2 separate regions of the Oryctolagus cuniculus genome follow, and region 1 is linked to region 2. Evidence: chromatin contacts called from public Hi-C data. All regions are on one chromosome and are shown on one strand. The core of a region is the stretch at or near the end of the contact, and the rest is flanking DNA. Distances in the headings are between cores, read along the strand shown. Region 1 overlaps CTIF (cap binding complex dependent translation initiation factor). Region 2 overlaps CTIF (cap binding complex dependent translation initiation factor).

The links. A called contact is a pair of places that touch in the nucleus more often than the background predicts.
Region 1: a contact with region 2 is called in a Hi-C map of liver, with 11 times the contacts expected there. The contact joins two enhancer-like sites. A contact is called at or near these places in 3 of 6 Hi-C or Micro-C datasets (liver, psoas muscle and an unstated tissue).

What each region holds. Positions count from the first base shown.
Region 1 is chr10:29,156,763-29,159,734 of mOryCun1.1, reverse strand. All of the region lies in intron 6 of CTIF (cap binding complex dependent translation initiation factor), which reads left to right. Among named protein-coding and RNA genes, the nearest start is that of CTIF, 140 kb to the left of the region's middle. Within about 2 kb of position 1,599, at least 3 of the 8 cell types and tissues checked have an H3K27ac peak or open chromatin away from gene starts, as enhancers often do.
Region 2 is chr10:29,066,183-29,069,232 of mOryCun1.1, reverse strand. All of the region lies in intron 9 of CTIF (cap binding complex dependent translation initiation factor), which reads left to right. Among named protein-coding and RNA genes, the nearest start is that of SMAD7, 150 kb to the right of the region's middle. Within about 2 kb of position 1,527, at least 5 of the 8 cell types and tissues checked have an H3K27ac peak or open chromatin away from gene starts, as enhancers often do.

The DNA.
Region 1 (2,972 bases), core at 350-2,849, 90 kb before region 2:
GCCACACACAGCTTCTAAACGGAGAGTGGGGATAAGAGCGGGGCAGTCTGCGCGGAGGGCAGAGACGGAGAGCAAGTTTGGGGTGAATGCCGTTTCCGTAATGAGAGCAGGAAAATAGGGAGCATGTTTTCACTCTGCTGCTAAAGGCCATAAACAGGCCAGGGGCAGAGAGAGAGCCCTTGGAAGGAGGGTCTTTATTCTGGTGAGACAGGTCTCAAGTGGCACTCCCTGACCCAGGACCCCACCTGGGAGGACCCCTGTGTAGCCACCTCCCCCACCGAGAACTTCCTCCCTCAGGACAAAAATAGGTGCCCCCCCCCCCCCAGGAGCTCGGCAGTCCCTAGCTTCCTGTCTGAAGCCTCCAGGTAGCAGGGCCCACTGGGAGCAGGCGACGTGCTCCTGGAGACGAGCCTATTTTTATTCCTGCCGCCTGTGAGTCCTTTGTATAGCGACGGTTATTCTGGGGTGAAGACGTTAGTTGGTGACCACCGGGGAGGTTCCTTGGGAAGAGGCACCCGGCCCAGTCTGGATGGGATCCCCCACCGGTCTCTTTCTCCTGCCACTTCCATGGCAGGGGGCGGGGGGGAGGGCAGGAGCAGGAAGCCAGGACTAGTGGGAGCAGGCATGGGGCTGGCTCCACCATGTCCAGGATACCGTGTGACAGCCTCACAGACCCAGGACACGGCTGCGGCCTTAGGCACCGGCGAACTACAGTGTAGAGTGTAAGCCGCCCCTCGGCCTGTTCTTACACGAGGTTTTATTGGCACATAGCCACACCCGTCGCTTTGTTCACCATCTAGGGCTGCATTTGTGCCACAGCAGCAGAGTGGAGTGGATGCAGCGTGGACCTTTTCACCTGCAAAGCTTGGAATATTTATGGTCTGGCCCTTTAAGAGCAAGTTTTGCCGAGCTTTCGTTTTATATCCAGCTTATAAAGAGAAGTCTGAAAGTTAAGACAGGTGGCAGCAACCCTGGAGGTCGCGCACTGGAGCCATAAGAGAACATAGAGCTCATCCACAAGCGTGCTCTGGGGCTTCCATGTCCCCGGCCGTCAAGGTGGGCTCGTTCACCCGCTCGCATTCCATGGCAAAGGTGTGCTGGGTGCGGCTCAGAGGCTAAGCCAGGCCGGAGGAGGACAGAGACCTCACAGAGGACATGTGGCCTCCGGATGAGGCACAGGTGTCGCTGGAAACCACAGAACAGTGAGCTTGCCAGGCAGGCCCTCCTCGTGGGCTTTGGGGTCAGATTCTGTAGAGTTTCTCCAGCCCTGGCTGAGGCAGAGCCACAAGAGTGACATTGGCCGGCCTGCCGCTGACCTTCGGCCAAGAGAAGCCCGTCTGGGAGCCCTTCCCACTCGCCCTTCTCCCCAGCCCGGCGCCTGAACCGTCCCCCTCTGCTGTGGCCCTGTTCACGTGGCACCTCCTCCTCGAAGCCGTCTGGAGCCATCAAGCCTCGTCAGCCCCCAGAGGCCTCTTGGATCTCTGAGAGACGCGACTGGAGGCCAGTTTTGAGGTTCTCAGCATTTCCTGCTTCCCCTTGGGTTCGTGCTTCCTGGAGGAGGCCGACCTTGAGCTGGGCCTTGGGGGATGGCCAAGGAGGCGGAGCCGTGGAGGGGGAAGAGCAGTCTAGCGTGAAGGGCTGGGGAGCTGAGTGAGCCGTGGCTCAGGAGAAACAGGGGCTGGCACCAGCCGGAGGTGGCCTGGAGGCCAGCATGGGACAGGGAGCCCTGGGGCACATCTGGCCCCTGGGAGGCCAGACTGAAGACTGCCACCTTCCAGGCAAAGGCTGGGCCACGACATCCACAGGGATGAAGAGCTTGGTTGTGGCCCACCGTGCTGCGAGCAGGCCCTGTCTGCAGACCCTCAGAGGCAGGCCCACCCTCCCGCACACCCCCAACCCCAGCACCACAGCAGTTCCTGCCTGGGAGAGACCCCCCCACCCCAACCACTCAGGGAGAGTGGGGTCACCTGGCCTACAGCTTTGGGCCTGGTGACTCCGTGCTGACTTGGGCCTGCCCCAGGTAAACAAGGTGCACCCTGCTGCAGGACCTCCCCTTGCTTGTCCCCTGCCAGGGGCCGAGAGCATGGGGGAGCACGGGGGCGGCGGGGGGGGGCGGTGTTGCCGAGGTGTGAAGCCTTGGGGAGCCTTTGTCAGCCTGTGTGCCGGTCTCGTCGCCTTCACCTTCCTGGCAGCCGCGGGGCCGGGGGCGGAGAAACCGGTTATTTTCATTTGCCCCAGCTTCTGTCACTGGGAGCCGCGGCTGGGGAGGGGGTGGGGGCGGACGGGGCTACGTGCGCTCCCGCAGGCCTTTGTGAATGGACCCTGGCTCCCAGGCCGCCCCTCCGCGGGCAGCCCCCCCAGGCTGCGCCGACTCTCGCTGGCTCCACGCCGGTTTTCTAGCATCGCAGCGGCCAGGCCGGAGGAAGCTTTCTTCTGGCCCAAGAACAATACCAGGGTCATTGTAGGGACCTCCCTCCTACACCCTCTTCCTTCCATTGTGAGCTGCTGCACAATCCCAGGCCTCTGGGCCGTGCACAGCCGGTGGGGGTGGGGATGGGGCCAGGAGAGGTGAGCAATGTGTGCAACACCTCCAGTCGCCTGCCTTCACGTCCCAGGCTGTGCCTGGGTTCTGGAGGTAGCAGGTGGCCAGACAGACCGAGCAGTCCCTGTCTTTGCAAGGGGCTGCTACTGGCGTAAGGCCCCTGACTGGATGGAACCACTCTTCCTCTGCCCGCATTGACTCAGAGCATGCAAAAGACCTAGAACTTCTGCCTGCTGCCCCATTATGCGGACAAAGAAACTGAGACCCAGAAAGATAACAGAATATACCAAACTTCTTATTGCCCTCGTGAAAAATTCTGCACTGAGTCTTGGGGCCTGTGGGAAACCCCAGGTTATTCTTTTTTTTTTTTTTTTTTTTTTTTTACAGGCAGAGTGGACAGTGAGAGAGAGAGACAGAGAGAAAGGTCTTC
Region 2 (3,050 bases), core at 278-2,777:
GGCTCCGAGGCTGCTGCACAGGCTCAGCCCACAGACTAAACAGTGCTTGCGTGCACACCCCCGCCCCGCCGCCATCCTGCAACCCAGAGACTGCAGAGACAGCTTCCAGACCGGCACGCAGTGGGGCCTCGGGTCTGCTGTCTGGCCAGGAGGCGGGGACCTCTTCCCAGAGCCACAGACAGCAGCAGGATGGCTCCTCATCCCCCGGCTGCCCCACCTCCTCCTCCATGTCCTTCCTTCCCTCCCACATGCCAGCTTTCCAACCCCTCCCCCTGTGATTGGGAATGCAAAGGGAAGGAAACTCAGATGGGCCTGGTTAGCTCCCATGTAACCACCCCAGGGCTAGAGGATACAGCTCGGGGTGCGGTGGGTCCATGGGTGCCCCTCTGTGGGCACTCCGAGGGCAGGTGGAGTCTCCCAGCACAGAAGTCCTCAGGCAACAGGTGAGACCGCACCTGCCTTTGGCTGGCTAAGCCACAGGGAGCCAGTGGTCCCTTCCTCACTGCCCATCAAGTCTGCAGAGAGAGAGAGAGAGCCATGTGCTGTCTCGTACCTAATGCTCTAAATTATTCAGAAGTGAGGACCTGGGGTGCGGGCTGAGGCTGCCAGGGTTGCTCAGTCCCAAAGGAACCCGTCTAAGTTTTCCCGGCACCCAGCCCAGAGTGTCACCTGGGGGGAGAGCCACCTTGAAGAAAGCTTTCTTTTCTGCCTTCGCTAATGCCTTTTATTTTTTTGCCTCCCCCACCCCTGTACAACACAGCTGTCGTTCTTAGGTAGCCCAGGTTGGGTTAGGTAGCCCAGAACTCAAACCTGGCAAGGCCGAGAGGGGGGCCCTGCCACTCTGGGTTGTGCACATCATCGCCCTGTGAACGTGGCAGGAGCCGTGGACACCGGGGCTCCTCTGCCATGTTATTAAGGGGAGGCTTTGCTTGGGGGGCGCTTAGAAATACGCGGCTGCGTGGCAGGCACCTGCAGCCCCGCCCCCACCCAGGTGTCCTCTGCCGCCAGCCTGAACAGAGGGGGCAGTTGGGAGGTGATTGCAATGAGAGCCCATGGGGGCAAGATGGCCAGAAGCTAGTTCAGCCTAACAAGCACCTATTGAGCACTGTCTGTATACGCAGAAGGCAGAGTGCGGGGGCAGGGCTGAGGAGGGGTAGCACACAGAGGCACCAAAGCCCCGTCTGTCCCTTCCCCCTGTCCCCAGCTCGGGGCACCCCCTCCCTGACCCGCTGGCACAGCTTTTCTTCTTCTGAGATCACAAAAAGCCAGCCGGCCCATAATAGATGCTGGCTGTGGAGTCACAGAGGGTGACGCCCCCGCCGCCCCACCCCCCACCGCCTCCGCAGAGCCGCTGGCTTGGCCCCTCGGGTCGTCAGACTCACAGATGACCCCGAAGGGCTCGCTTGCAAAAGTTTGTTCTCTGGACTTTGTGTTTTCCCCATCTGTTCCCCCCTCCCAGCGCCAGCCCCTGTCCCCGCAGACACAAGTCAGCTGTGTGTGCAGACAAAGCCGCACGCCGCAGCGGGGGCCGGCCTGCCCAAGGGACATTTCCAGGGAACTCTGGGGGCGGTGGCTGGGAGGGCAGAGGCGACCGTCTGATTAGCAGGGACTCGGCGTCACAGTCTGGGCCAGAGAGGGCGCGGGGGCCTTGGCTGGGCCCCAGGGGCCGGTGACTGTGGGTGGTGGCCAGGGGAGGCAGGCTGGCTGGAAGAAATCTGCTGTTTGAGAAGTGGAGGAAGCGGGCTGGAGGGCAGAGATAACAGCGCGTTCTCTGTGCGTCTGTTCGCGGCCGCGAGGGCGGCTGGAGCCGGGCGGTCTGAGGCCGTATCTGGTGAGATTTTTGTTCTGGGTTATGAAAGTGACCTGTGGAGCCAGCAGCAGGGTTCAGGGCCTGGGAGAGAAGACACGTGGCCCTGCCCTCTCCTCCCCTTCGTCTCGTGTCACTCGCCCTCCTCCCCACTTTGTCAAAGGGCAGAAGAGGGGGAGGGCGTTCCTGGTGTGGGGGAAATGGTTGGGGGTGCAGGGGGTGCGCTCGACAGAACCACTTATTTGCCATAGGAATTTGGAGACTCCCCCTAATTTTTCTGGCCGTCTCGTTCTCGTTGGCTGTGGAATGGGGATTATTTTTATCTGCCCTGCATGGCGCGCGGGGTGCTTGCAGAGATCTTATGAAATAGGGACGTGGGACGAGGCTGCGCAGTGTTGGGTGCTGGGTGGATGAAGGGTGGTGAAGGGTGAGACGCCCGGGGCGGAGGAAGGAGGTGCCCAGTTGGGGAAGAGGCAGACAGAGAGGGCAACAGGAAGGCTCCCAGGCAGTGCTGGGTCCCAGGCCCAGCCAGGTGAGCTCTGGGCAGGAAGGTGGGGGGGGGGCGGCAGGGGTGTTTGGTCACTGCTTGGCTGGCCTGGTTGGGAATGAACTTCTCCAGGAGACAAGGGCAGCTGTCTGAAGCCCCTCGCCCCTCTGGGCCCCAGGGCCTTTGCCCAGCCTGGAAGCCAGAGTCCAGCTGATCGCAGAGGGTTGGGATTAGCACCTGGCCATGCAGGTCCCAGCCCTCTCCCCACCATCGATCCACCTTCTCTGATGTGCGAACTCAGGAAGGAAGAGGCAGGGCGACAGGGCTGTGAGGCTGAGAGATGCTGGGCACCACCCACCCCCAAGGCCACCCCGGCATTCAACTTCCCCTCCCTTGGCCCTGCTCCCGGGGCTCAGGGCACCCAGAGGCCCACAGGTTAGGCACCCGGGGCTCTGGGAAGCTGCAGACTGACAGGCCCTTGGGACTGGATGGGAGGATGGCTCCCTCCTCTCAGCTGAGCCACACAGACGCCAGGGCCTCCTGCACCCTCCAGATGGGGCTGAGTACACGAGTGGAGCTCGGAACAGGAATGCCCAGCGCCTGCTGCCTGGGCAGCTGCCACCCCACACTCCACCAGCTCCAGGTCCCCAGAAGCAGCAGGGGCAGCAGTGGGAAGGGAGAGCGTTCCTCGTAGACCCTTCTTTCCTGCGCAAGCATGCGTTCCCTGCACACCGACACCACAGAGGCTTTCCCTCC